Linked DNA regions of Mus musculus: regions 2, 3 and 4 are each linked to region 1. Evidence: chromatin contacts called from public Hi-C, Micro-C and promoter capture Hi-C data. All regions are on one chromosome and are shown on one strand. The core of a region is the stretch at or near the end of the contact, and the rest is flanking DNA. Distances in the headings are between cores, read along the strand shown. Region 1 holds the start of Prag1 (PEAK1 related kinase activating pseudokinase 1). Region 2 overlaps Gm19410 (predicted gene, 19410). Region 3 has its middle 70 kb from the start of Trmt9b. Region 4 holds the start of Mfhas1 (malignant fibrous histiocytoma amplified sequence 1).

Evidence for each region. Promoter capture Hi-C pulls out the DNA fragments that hold promoters and counts their contacts. A called contact is a pair of places that touch in the nucleus more often than the background predicts.
Region 2: a contact with region 1 is called in a promoter capture Hi-C map of hippocampal neurons, with 3 times the contacts expected there. The contact joins the enhancer-like site here to the promoter of Prag1 in region 1. A contact is called at or near these places in 9 of 39 promoter capture datasets (the 3T3-L1 cell line, the HPC-7 cell line, cranial neural crest and 5 more).
Region 3: a contact with region 1 is called in a Hi-C map of embryonic stem cells, with 2.7 times the contacts expected there. The contact joins the enhancer-like site here to the promoter of Prag1 in region 1. A contact is called at or near these places in 12 of 39 promoter capture datasets (the 3T3-L1 cell line, cranial neural crest, embryonic stem cells and 5 more), 8 of 484 Hi-C or Micro-C datasets (cerebellum, cortical neurons, embryonic stem cells and 2 more) and 8 of 115 datasets of contacts at active chromatin or transcription factors (T-cell acute lymphoblastic leukemia, embryonic forebrain, embryonic stem cells and 2 more).
Region 4: a contact with region 1 is called in a Micro-C map of embryonic stem cells, with 1.6 times the contacts expected there. The contact joins the promoter of Mfhas1 here to the promoter of Prag1 in region 1. A contact is called at or near these places in 4 of 39 promoter capture datasets (embryonic stem cells, hippocampal neurons, liver and 1 more), 7 of 484 Hi-C or Micro-C datasets (cardiomyocytes, cerebral cortex, embryonic stem cells and 1 more) and 2 of 115 datasets of contacts at active chromatin or transcription factors (craniofacial prominence and thymic regulatory T cells).

What each region holds. Positions count from the first base shown.
Region 1 is chr8:36,093,437-36,096,136 of GRCm38.p6, forward strand. Prag1 (PEAK1 related kinase activating pseudokinase 1) reads left to right here and starts at 1,392. Exons shown (of 6, transcript NM_172911.3): 1 at 1,392-1,552.
Region 2 is chr8:35,771,950-35,774,649 of GRCm38.p6, forward strand. It overlaps Gm19410 (predicted gene, 19410), which reads left to right. Exons shown (of 33, transcript NM_001370844.1): 4 at 516-755; 5 at 1,576-1,689. Among named protein-coding and RNA genes, the nearest start is that of Gm19410, 7.6 kb to the left of the region's middle. Within about 2 kb of position 1,297, at least 18 of the 459 cell types and tissues checked have an H3K27ac peak or open chromatin away from gene starts, as enhancers often do. A contact at or near this core is called in hippocampal neurons, where this site is marked.
Region 3 is chr8:36,527,061-36,529,760 of GRCm38.p6, forward strand. No RefSeq gene overlaps it. Among named protein-coding and RNA genes, the nearest start is that of Trmt9b, 70 kb to the left of the region's middle. Within about 2 kb of position 1,296, at least 52 of the 459 cell types and tissues checked have an H3K27ac peak or open chromatin away from gene starts, as enhancers often do. A contact at or near this core is called in embryonic stem cells, liver and neural progenitor cells, where this site is marked.
Region 4 is chr8:35,586,538-35,589,237 of GRCm38.p6, forward strand. Mfhas1 (malignant fibrous histiocytoma amplified sequence 1) reads left to right here and starts at 1,252. Exons shown (of 3, transcript NM_001081279.2): 1 at 1,252-2,700. The coding sequence starts at 1,836. Gm16793 (predicted gene, 16793) reads right to left here and starts at 2,483. Exons shown (of 3, transcript NR_040376.1): 1 at 2,301-2,483.

The DNA.
Region 1 (2,700 bases), core at 142-2,641:
TTTTCACCTGAGGAGCCCTGGCAAAGGATAGGACCCTTCTGGACCTGTGTTATGCTGTGTCAAATGTGCTAACCCTGCCCTGTGACGTTGCCTGGCACGTAGTAGGTTCTTCATGAATGTTAGTACGACTCCTATTCACCTTCCTATCAGTCTTTCCGTACTTAAATGGGTAATGAGGGACATTGAATGATAAGTAAATTCTCCTTATGGTCCCTTTGCACTCCTTACATAGAAGCCACACATATCCAAAACATGTCTTCTTCCTCTTTCATATTCTATATAGCGCTGCCAGTGTTAACACCACATAAAGGCGAAGAGGGGGAGGGTCTGAGTGGTGCCTTCCTTCTCTCCGTGGAATCATCCTGATTAAGGATGTAACACCGCGCTGCCTCTGTAAAGCAAAGGGAAGCAACCAGATGTGTTGAGGGGGGGGTGCGGGGGAGGATTCCGTTTTCACTCAGGCTTGGCCCTGAGCAGTAACTTCAGTGCCTGGCTTCTTAGGGAACACCCAGGGCAAGGTGCAAGTCTGTCCTACTCAGGCAGCTGGAGGAAGGGAGGCGACTGGCTGGCCCTCTCCTGAGAGTTAAAAAAGATTTTTCGCCCGAGGAACAATATCTTGAACTCCTTGTATCTCAGCCAGTGACTCACGCACTGGAAGCGGTGTAAACACAGGTGGAGGACCTGGGTGCCCCAGCATGATTGAAGGCCGGTCCTCCAGGCCAACATTTGCATTCCACTGTTAAAACACTAAAGTTCAAAGAGATGTGCTGAGCCATTTGCTAGAGGCCTGGACATGAGGAGCTGAGCAGGACCTGAAATCTCTCAGCCAGCCCTGCTCCAGCCGGCTTGTGGTTCTCCTAGGATAACAGTACGTGGCAGTGAAGGCGCTCACGCCTCTTTCAGAGCCCACCGCCCTAGATCTTATTATTGTACTCCGGATCCCCTCTCTTCCATGTTTCGTTCTTTTGCTCCCTCCCTACCAGGGTCTCCTAGGGTCGGCTGGGTGGAGGGATGAGAATGCATTTACTCCGACAGACACACCTATCTGTGCATTGTGGTTAAGGAAAGCTGGGAGCACCAGAGATCTTCCAAGCAGAACTGCGCTGAGCTGGGATTGAGCTGGGGACGCTCTGGGGGGCTCAGCTCCAGGTCTAGGGGCGCCAAGGCTCGGGCTGGGGGCGGAGCCTCGCTGTGGCGAGCGAGGGGGCGGGGCGCGGTGCGGAGTTCCTAGGGACCTGGGCAGGGGCGATCGCCCGCCCTCCTGGACTGGGGACGAGCAGAGTGGCGGGACGCGCAGGCCCGGTGGAGACGCGGGGCAGCGGCAAGGACTGCGGGGGTGCGGCGGGAGCGGAGCGGGCGGCGTCACCCGAGGCGGAGGGGGCGGAGCCGCGATCGCAGCTGCCACCCGGCCGCCGGGCCCAGGCAGAAGTCAGCCGCCCGCGGCTGGGCAAGCACTCCGCGCAGACACGCTAAAGACAATGCTCCGAGGCGTCCGGCGGGGCAACGGACTGCTGGGTCACCGACGGCGAGGCTGCGAGACCGCAGACCCCAGGTGAGCCCACCACTCTCTCTCCAGATCCCGCCGCTTTTTGTCTGACGAACGTGGCGGCCCAGGGGCTTTCGCAGAGTCGCTGCGGTGGCCCGGCGGGCCAGCCCCTGCTGGCGTCCCCAGGGGTGACAGGCTACCGATCCGGAGCGCGTGGAGAGTCCGGACCTCGTGCTCAGGGTTGTGCCCTCGGTGCAGGTTCCGAGACGGGAAAGCTGGGGAGTCGGAGGGGTATTTTCAATTCTTTTGAGAAACGCTCGCTTTGAAACTGGGAAACTTTTCCTTGGAGTTCCGGGAAGGGTGATCGACTGCTGTAATGGTTTTACTGGTCTTGCTGGTCTGGCTGCTCTGTTTTGTGTGTTGGGAACTGCTCCTTTTGCAGTGAGTATTGTCAAAGGAGCAGAGGGGCAGAGGCCGTTCGGGCTGCTCCGGCCAGACCCGGAGGTGACGAATTGGGGGTCCAGGGAAGCCACCTTTAGGCTGCAGCTGATCTCTGAAGGAAGGTGCTATCTGTTTGATGAACCTTGGTGATCATTCCATACCTGGAGCTAGCTCCCAACCTTTGCTTGTGATGTCCCCTCTGCAGCCGGGCGCACACACCCACATGCACCCACATGCACACGCAAGCACGCTTACCCTTGGAAAATAGAATCTCTGCTTGTGTGTGAGTCCTGGGAATGCGAATGGAGGCGGCTGAGCAATTCTCAGCCCACAGCGCTCGCTCACTGTGTCTGTTCTCCCAGGTAAAGCTCAACCATGGTTTTGCAGAGCCTATTGTAGAGCCCAAAGGTCTAAGGCTGAGGAGTTTTGCAACGGATTCAGTTCAGACTCAGGTTGGAAAGGCTTAACTGATCACAGTTCTCAACTCTACCTTACAGCCCCTTCTGAGGAGATTTGACAGGAGGCCCCAGAGAAAGCAAGTTGGCTTTCCTAGGGTCCCTCAGAACTTTGCTCCCCTTATTGGATCAGACTGCAGGCTTCAAGTCCACACTCCTCCTACTATGATTGCTCAGAAAGTAGAAAATAAAAAGATATGTAGATACCATTATATACCCTCAGTGCTGGGGCTGGGGTGAGGTGGGGTGTTAGGGTAGTCATGTCCTGCTTTCTCCCTAGACCACGCTGGCTAATGGAATATAATGCATTAATCTATA
Region 2 (2,700 bases), core at 47-2,546, 320 kb before region 1:
TGTGTGTGCCCCATGCACCATGACATGTGTGGAGAGGTCAGAGGACAACGCAGGTTCCCAGGGATTGAACTCATGTCAGCAGGCTTAGGGACAGGGGCCATTACTGACTGGGTTGTTTCATTAGTCTTGTAAAACTTATTTTCAACACTCCATCATCTCTCTGCTCACCCACAGCTTGTATCAGCATCAGCAGTGCTAACTGGAAGTAAGTCATGAAATAGCCTTAGGCTGTGTGTGCTAAGCCAGATGCTACATTGTCTATGGTGTTTATAGGAGACTCTTGGAACTATTTCTTTGTGTTTTCAAATTTATTAACCTCATCGACTCTTTTAAAACTTCTCTGGTGAGAAACTTCAGTGCAGAAAGCCACACCCATATGACTGATGACATCTAACTAGCATCTCTTAGTGGTTCTGAAATCGGCCGAGTCCACGACAGTCATAGCACTCATTTAGATACCCAGGCCCATCATAATCCAGCAGTTCTCCTCCACCCACATAATTCCTGCCTTCCAGAGAGCTTGACGGCATGTCCGGACTACAAAATCCGCTGTCCAGGAAAGGCTCAATGTCTGGATGCTGGGGAACCTTGTGATGCCCAACAGAGCTGTGAAGATGGGTCCATAAAAGCATACTGTCCCCACATCCGTTGCTTGGCTGGGCAGTGGCAATGCCAAAACAGGGCATGTATCATGGACAGCTGGAGGTGTGATGGCATTGATCACTGTGGGGATGCCTCAGATGAGCGGGACTGTGGTAAGTCTGGCTTCCCTACTGACATTTCAAGGGCAGGGTATAGTACACAGGCTGCTTTACAAAGTCTACATGCCAAGGCAGAGGCTGCCATCCTTTCTCAAAGAAGAGGATGCCCCCTAGCAATAGCCAATGTATAGTTATCCATGGAACCGCAGAGCTGCTTAGATTAAAAACTCTTGTTATATGTTGAATGAGCATCGCCTAGAATGTTCCCAGGGATGAAGAGCAATCCATAGACAGCCTGAGCATCAGTCTATGAAGGAAGCATAAGAACAGAGACAACTCCTGTTCTCACATAGTGATGGGGGAAAATCTCCCACTAAAAAGGGCAAAACTAACTCCAAAGAGTGGTGAGCACCATATTCCTCTTTAAGACAACCCCCAATACCCAGGATAGGGGGTGCCTCTGGTTTGTTGGTGAACCAGAATCCTGCTCAGTATTTCCTGGAGTTAAGGCTGCACACTGTAGCACACTCAGCGTCTAACATTTGTAAATTAAGTTTTCCTTAAAGCCATACTCATTTTGGGTCAAGCGGCTGGCTCTAGTACCGTTTTAATCCCAACTATTTAAAGCCAGATCAGTCAAGTTTAGCACAGTTTCAGTCGAGTGCCCAGATGTCTTGCTATTTTTGTGATTGAGTCTTAATCCCTGATTCCCTGAAGAAGAAGAAAAAAGTTCAAAATGATAAGCTTTACTTTCCAAACTTGAATTTCTGTAGGCTATGGAAATATTGCCACGTAACCTACTGAAAGAGTTGTCTTTCTACACTCCTGCCCACTATACGTAGTAATGAAAAAGAATGATCAACTTCCTCCACAGCCTCCTGTCCAGAAGGCACTGTGAGCTGCGATAGTGGGAAATGCATCCCAGAGTCTCTGATGTGCAATGGGAGAGCTGACTGTACAGATGGCGCTGATGAACCCAGGACATGTGGTAAGAAACTGCTTCCTCAGCTTGAGGCGGGAGGCTAAGGAAATGAGATGACATAGCCTAATGCTTTAGTCACGGTATTAATTACTTTTCGCTTGGCTGTGACAAAGTATCTGGCAGAAGTAATTAAGGGAGCAGGGATTTATTTTGGTAGCAGTCATGGGCTGTGGCTGAGGCGTGCTGTCCAAGGCAGAAGGGGTGTGTGGTTGCTGCTTTTCTCGTCTCTGCAGAGTGGGATGCAGAGAAGTCAGGCTGGAAATGGGGCTGAGGCTAAAACGCTGAAGGATCTGCCCCCAGTGACCCACTTTTGCTAGCTAGTTGCCATGTCCCAAAGGTCCCACGCTTCCTAATATAGCACCATTATCTGGGGAGCACATGTTCAAACACGAGAATCTGTAGGTGACATTTCAGATTTCAACCCCAACAGTTATCATTGGGACCAACTCCTTGAGAGAATGCTTGAAATGAAACACACGCACACAGACACACAGACACACACACACACACACACACATACAGGCACACACATACAGGCACACACACACACAGGCACACACACACACACAGGCACACACACACACACAGGCACACACACTCACAGACACACACAGAGAGACAGACACACACACAGACACACACACACAGAGGCAGTTATCTTTGTCCCTTATATTTAAGTATATTGCATTTTTGCTTATTACATTAAAGCTCTTGGCTTTGGTCTCGTGACTGAGCAAAATCCCCTAACTTGCAAACCATCAAGGGCAATTCTGAGCTTTAAGAAGATTAGTTAGCTCAAAACCTATATACTACAGTGCTTTCTGAATTCTAGAGTAAAGCCAGGAGCGCATCATCTAGTGTTGGTAGCATCCACATCACAGGTCTCAACAAGGGACAGACCCTTACCCAAGGCTCAACCATCCTTAGCAATGTACTGAGCTTTTGCCAGTCTAGCGAGCCCTCTACGGAGAGCCTTGGCTCAGCCTGGTGCACGCAAGTTACTTTGGTTCAGCTTTC
Region 3 (2,700 bases), core at 46-2,545, 430 kb after region 1:
ATCTGGAAATGTAAGCCAAATAAACCCTTTCTTTCCCACCTTGCTTTTTGGTCTTGGTTTTTTTTTTTTTTTTCCCAGCATCTGAAACTCTAAGACCACACCCAAAGCCACCTTGCAACATGTACCTTAAACCCACTTGTCCTGGACCTGTTGTATAAATACTAGAAGTTGGTTTTCTTTCTTTCCGGGGGAGGGGGGGGGTTGTTTGAGACATTATTGGAAGTAAAGTTCACTTCCTACAGGGAATGGAAATAAGGTTGGTTTTGTTCAATTGATACATTTTGTAGTCAGTGAGCAGCCAACATTTTCCTGGGAAAATGTTGTTAGGGTGGAAGCTTGGGCTAGAGGCTAGGCCATTTCATCTTCAGTGGGCTAATTAAGGAGGCAAAGAAGTGACTACGAAAGCAGAAAAAAAAAAAAAAGGAGATTTATTCAGCATGGCCATTTGGGGAAGAACAAAGAGGCCAGGTGACATCCCCTAAAAAACACCTTTGTGGTGATAACAAGGTGTGGGCTTAAACAACTGGCAAGTGATGTTCATAACTAAGCAGTCTCCATCCAGGTGTGGTCCTGGCCACCACACACCCACCTCTACCTAGGCTTCAGTTTCTCCTTTAAGTTGTTAGTGCTGTGTGAAATCTCTTTCCAGGGGACAACTTCCTCCTCTGGTTGGCACCAGGCTACAGCTTTTTCCGCCTCCCAGCATGAGATTCCTGGGGAAATTCCAATTTCTTGGGGTCCATTGTTTCAACAGTCTGTTAGCAAGCGGGAGGGGGTATTAGAATGTGTTTAGAATGTCTTTTATTCCTTCCAGGAAGCGTAAAGCATATCCAACACACAATGCTGCAAATATTTATCTGTGTGGCGGACACTTCCTCAGCTCCCTGCTCCATCCTGCACACAGGCACAGACGGACACATCCTGCACTAGGTCCAGGAGGCCTTGGCTAAACCCAAAGACAACTGAATAAAGACATTACTTGAGAGCAATCGAATGCAGTGAGAGGCCCGAGTGTAGCCTGCATCAGAGGAGCCATAAATATTGACAGGAAGAAAGAACATGGGTCTTGTGGTCGCTGCACTCTGAGCCCAAGCCAAGAGGAAGCTCTTTTCTATCCCTCCCCCACCTCCTCTGCAAGGATCAACACTATTCCATCAAATCCACCCCGAGTACCAGCCGCACACAGAGTTTGCAAACACTAGAGAGAATGGAGGGAAGCCGGAGCCTGAGGCAGGAGGCAGGAGGAAAGCTGCACTAAGGACCAGGAAGTGTTGAGAGAGCGGTCCTGAGGGAAGGCATTTCCCATCAGCCTGCAGAAAAAGAATCCAGCACTCCTGTCCCCTCCTGCCTGCCCCAGCAATGCCCTCCACTCCCTGAAGGCACGAATTCCCTGGAGAAGCCCCGTTTCCTGAGCAGATGGTTCTGCAGCATTTCAGAGGTGGAATGTAAGGCTTAAGCTGAAAGCTAAAGGCTATCTCATACATCCTGTGTGTGCTTAGATAGCCATTGTTTGTCCTTGGTCAGGCAATGTTTACGATGTATAAATATTTAAGCGTGTAATATACGTAATACTGGCTTGGGTATCTTAGAGTGATAATGTTTGCATCCACCCACTGTAGAGATTAGGTCCTAGCCAAGAATGTCTCAATTAAAAGTTATACTTCACATACTGCTGGCTGCAGATGAGAGGCAGGATGGAGAGCCATGCACAATTCCCCATAAGGGGCCCTTCGAAGTAAGAGGACAGCAGTGACAGAAAAGGACAGAGCTGTGGGTTAAGGGTTTTTAGCAGTCCACATGACAGGGTGATTCTAATATATATAAATTCAAATATAGAGAGCAGGAAAGACCCTCATACCAGAAGGCACACACACATACATGTTCTTAACACTTCCTCATAGCCCATACATGGAAATTACCTAGACATTCACCAAAGGTCAGACAGGAAAGTGAATTGAAGTGTATTTGGATAGTTTAATGTAACAGAGCGGGAACAACTCGCTGCCACACTTAATATTAAGAGTAAATCCCACAAGTATGGTTTAAGTGGAAGAAACCAGAGCCAAACACTGACAGAATTAATACAAACTGAAAAAGTCAGCAGTACATCTCCTCAGGCAATGGGGCTGCGGCTGCGGAGAGTCCTACTTGCCTAGTCTGACTGTGGGAATATGGGTACGCCATTTGTGAATTCAAGGGTATACTTTGATGGCTGTATTTATATGTGAGTGCATGCCCTCATATGTGTGCATGTGTGTTTGTGTGTATATACAACTATACATACATATATAACATGTAACGCATTTATGAAATGCTCTTAAAATTTAAGAAAAGATTCCATATAAGTTTAAAAGGGAGAGAGCAGAAAATTCAGAGAAATAGAATATGTGGCTATAAATCACTTGAATGTTAGTATAAGATATGATTGTTTTCTAACTATTTCATACCCCTTAAATATGTTAAACCCCATAAGGTAAAGAATAGTCCATACCTCAGTCACCTTTGTGTCCTCTGAATGCCCAGAAGAGTCACACAGTGGCTGTTCAGAAAATACATACATTATAAAATATTTGAAGCTTGGCGGTAGCACCACACTCCTTTAATCCCAGCACTTAGGAAGCAGAAGCAGGCAGATTTCTGAGTTCGAGGCCAGCCTGGTCTACAGAGTGAGTTCCAGGACAGCCAGGGCTACACAGAGAA
Region 4 (2,700 bases), core at 2-2,501, 510 kb before region 1:
GGAAACCCTGGGTTCAAACTCTAGAACTGAGGAAAAAAATCACTCTAGCCATAGGGATCTTTCAGGACTTTGCAAGTAGAGGATTGTTCCTTGCAGGCAAACTCACCTCCTTTATAGCCGGGGTGATAAGGGGCATGCCTAAAAGCTGACAGGTCCCAGGCACTACTCAGCTCTCTTAAGCAGATAAACAAAATGATCGATTATCTAATGACAAATGGAGAAGAGTTTTCTGAAGACAGTTACAATGGAAGGATAGCTTGTTTGCTTGCAAATTGAGTCTAATTTGTGTTGCCCTTATTATCGTGGTATGGAGCCAACTGCTGGAGCTTTGGCAAGCTATCAGTGACCACACCCTCGATGAAAGTGACTGTCCTTTTCAACCAGTTGTTGCCTGTCGGTGTTCCTCAGATAAAGTGATTAAGCAACTGGAAAGGAGTGGTAGAGGTGATCTCTGCGGTCTTGACAGGTTTCACGGCTTTGATAAATTCGGAGATTACTTGAGTATAGATATGATCTCAAACCAACTTCCTCTCAATGGAAACAAGCCCACACTGAACCCTGCAATAGCGAAAATGTGTCTGATAATACGGTCATTTCTTTGAATCCACAGAATACGGGGAATGTCGGATTCAAGATGTAGCATGTTGCATTCGGCTGTGGCGCTAAATGGGATAGTACAGACTTAAGACATCTTGCATGGCCTCCAACCCCCAGCCACCCACAACAGGCCTGAGATGTGCTGGCTCAAACCAGGGGAGCTGAAAACTAGGCTTCGGTTGACCTAGTACAAATAGTCCCCAATAACTAACTTATCAAATGGATTAAAAGGTTCTTTGCTTTTCCCCCATCTGCCTTTTATAACTACCCTCTTGTTCTAAGCTCCTTGGACACCCAGGTCCTTAAATTCTGCCGGCTCTATAGAGGTGTGGATGTATGGCGCATGGGAAGGATGAGCAAGAAAGCCAGCTAAATCCTATGCTTAGGGATGAATAAGAAATCCTTAGAGGCCAGGACCAACAAAGAACCTGATGCAGGAGAAACCAACCCGGAGACCCCGGAGTCCCACATCAGCTTTGAGGACCGCATCTGGTGCGCCTGGCGCAGGGCGAAGTCCACGTCGCCGGCCCCACTGTAGCTGGACCCCCCAAACCCCAAAGCCTGCGCTTACTTGCAACTCCCGCCCCAGGGGCGGTGCCGGGAACAAGCGGCGCCTCCGCCGGTCACGTGGGGGCCGCTCCACCGGGCGGCGCTGTAGCTTCCCGATCGCGCTCTCCAAGCGCCGGGGACGCGGCGCTCGCGCTCCCGCCCGAGCCGCGGGGAAACGGAGACAAGGAGACGCCTTCACCTCCGGCTCCCCGGCCCTGCGCCCGCAGCATGCCCGCCGCGGAGCCGAGCGCCGCCCTCCTCCTGCAGCTCGCGGAGGTGACGCCGCCGGCCTCCGGACCGCCGCTGCGAGGGTAGCGGGGCTGGAGTCGGCTACCGAGGCTCGGCGAGGCGGGCGGAGCTGGAGGAGGAGCAGGCATCCTCCGCGGCGCGGCGGGCGGCGGCCCTGCTGCCCGGCGCGCCCATGGCCCAGGAGCACGGAGAATGCGAGCCGCGCTGCGCGGCCGCAGCCCAGCTCCGAGCCGCTTGCCCGGAGCCCCTCAAACCTGCCTGCGTCGCTGCCGCCCGCCACCGGCTGCGCTAGGACCCACGGCCGCCGGCCGCGCAGGGGTGGTGGCCCGGGAGCAGCGGGAGCTAGAGGGCCCGGGGGCTGGGCGCCCGCCGGAGTCCAGCGCGGCATGCAGCTGCGGGCTCCGGTACCGGCGTGAGGGTTGTCGGCGCGGGGCCCCGCCATGGCTGGCCAGGACAGTGGCAACCTGAAGACGGTGAGGCTGTGGCGGGACGCCGCCCTGAGAGCCAGGAAGCTGCGGAGCAACCTGCGCCAGCTCACGCTCAGCTGCCCAGGGGCCGGAGGCGACCCACTGGAGTCCCCCGACGCCCCCCAGCTGGTGCTGCCGGCCAACATCGGGGACATTGAGGTGCTGAACCTGGGGAACAACGGCCTCGAGGATGTGCCTGAAGGTCTGGGGTCAGCTCTGGGCAGCCTTCGCGTCTTGGTCTTGCGCAGGAACCGTTTTGCCCGGCTGCCCCCTGCGGTGGCGGAGCTAGGCCACCACCTTACCGAACTGGACGTCAGCCACAACCGGTTGACCATCCTGGGAGCCGAGGTGGTGAGCGCCCTGAGGGAGCTGCGCAAACTCAACCTGAGCCACAACCAGTTGCCAGCCCTGCCTGCCCAGCTGGGTGCCCTCGCCCACCTGGAGGAGCTGGATGTCAGCTTCAACCGGCTGGCGCATCTGCCAGATTCCTTCTCCTGCCTCAACCACCTTCGGACCCTTGACGTGGACCACAACCAGCTCACCGCCTTTCCCCAGCAGCTGCTGCAGCTGGCTGCCCTGGAGGAGCTCGACGTCTCCAGCAACCGGCTGCGAGGCCTACCTGAGGATATCAGTGCCCTGCGTGCCCTCAAGATCCTCTGGCTTAGCGGGGCCGAGCTTGGCACGCTGCCCAGAGGCTTCTGCGAGCTGGCCAGTTTGGAGAGCCTCATGTTAGATAACAACGGGCTCCAGGCTCTGCCCGACGAGTTCAGCCGTCTGCAGAGGCTCAAAATGCTCAACCTCTCTTCCAACCTCTTCGAGGAGTTCCCTGCTGCGCTGC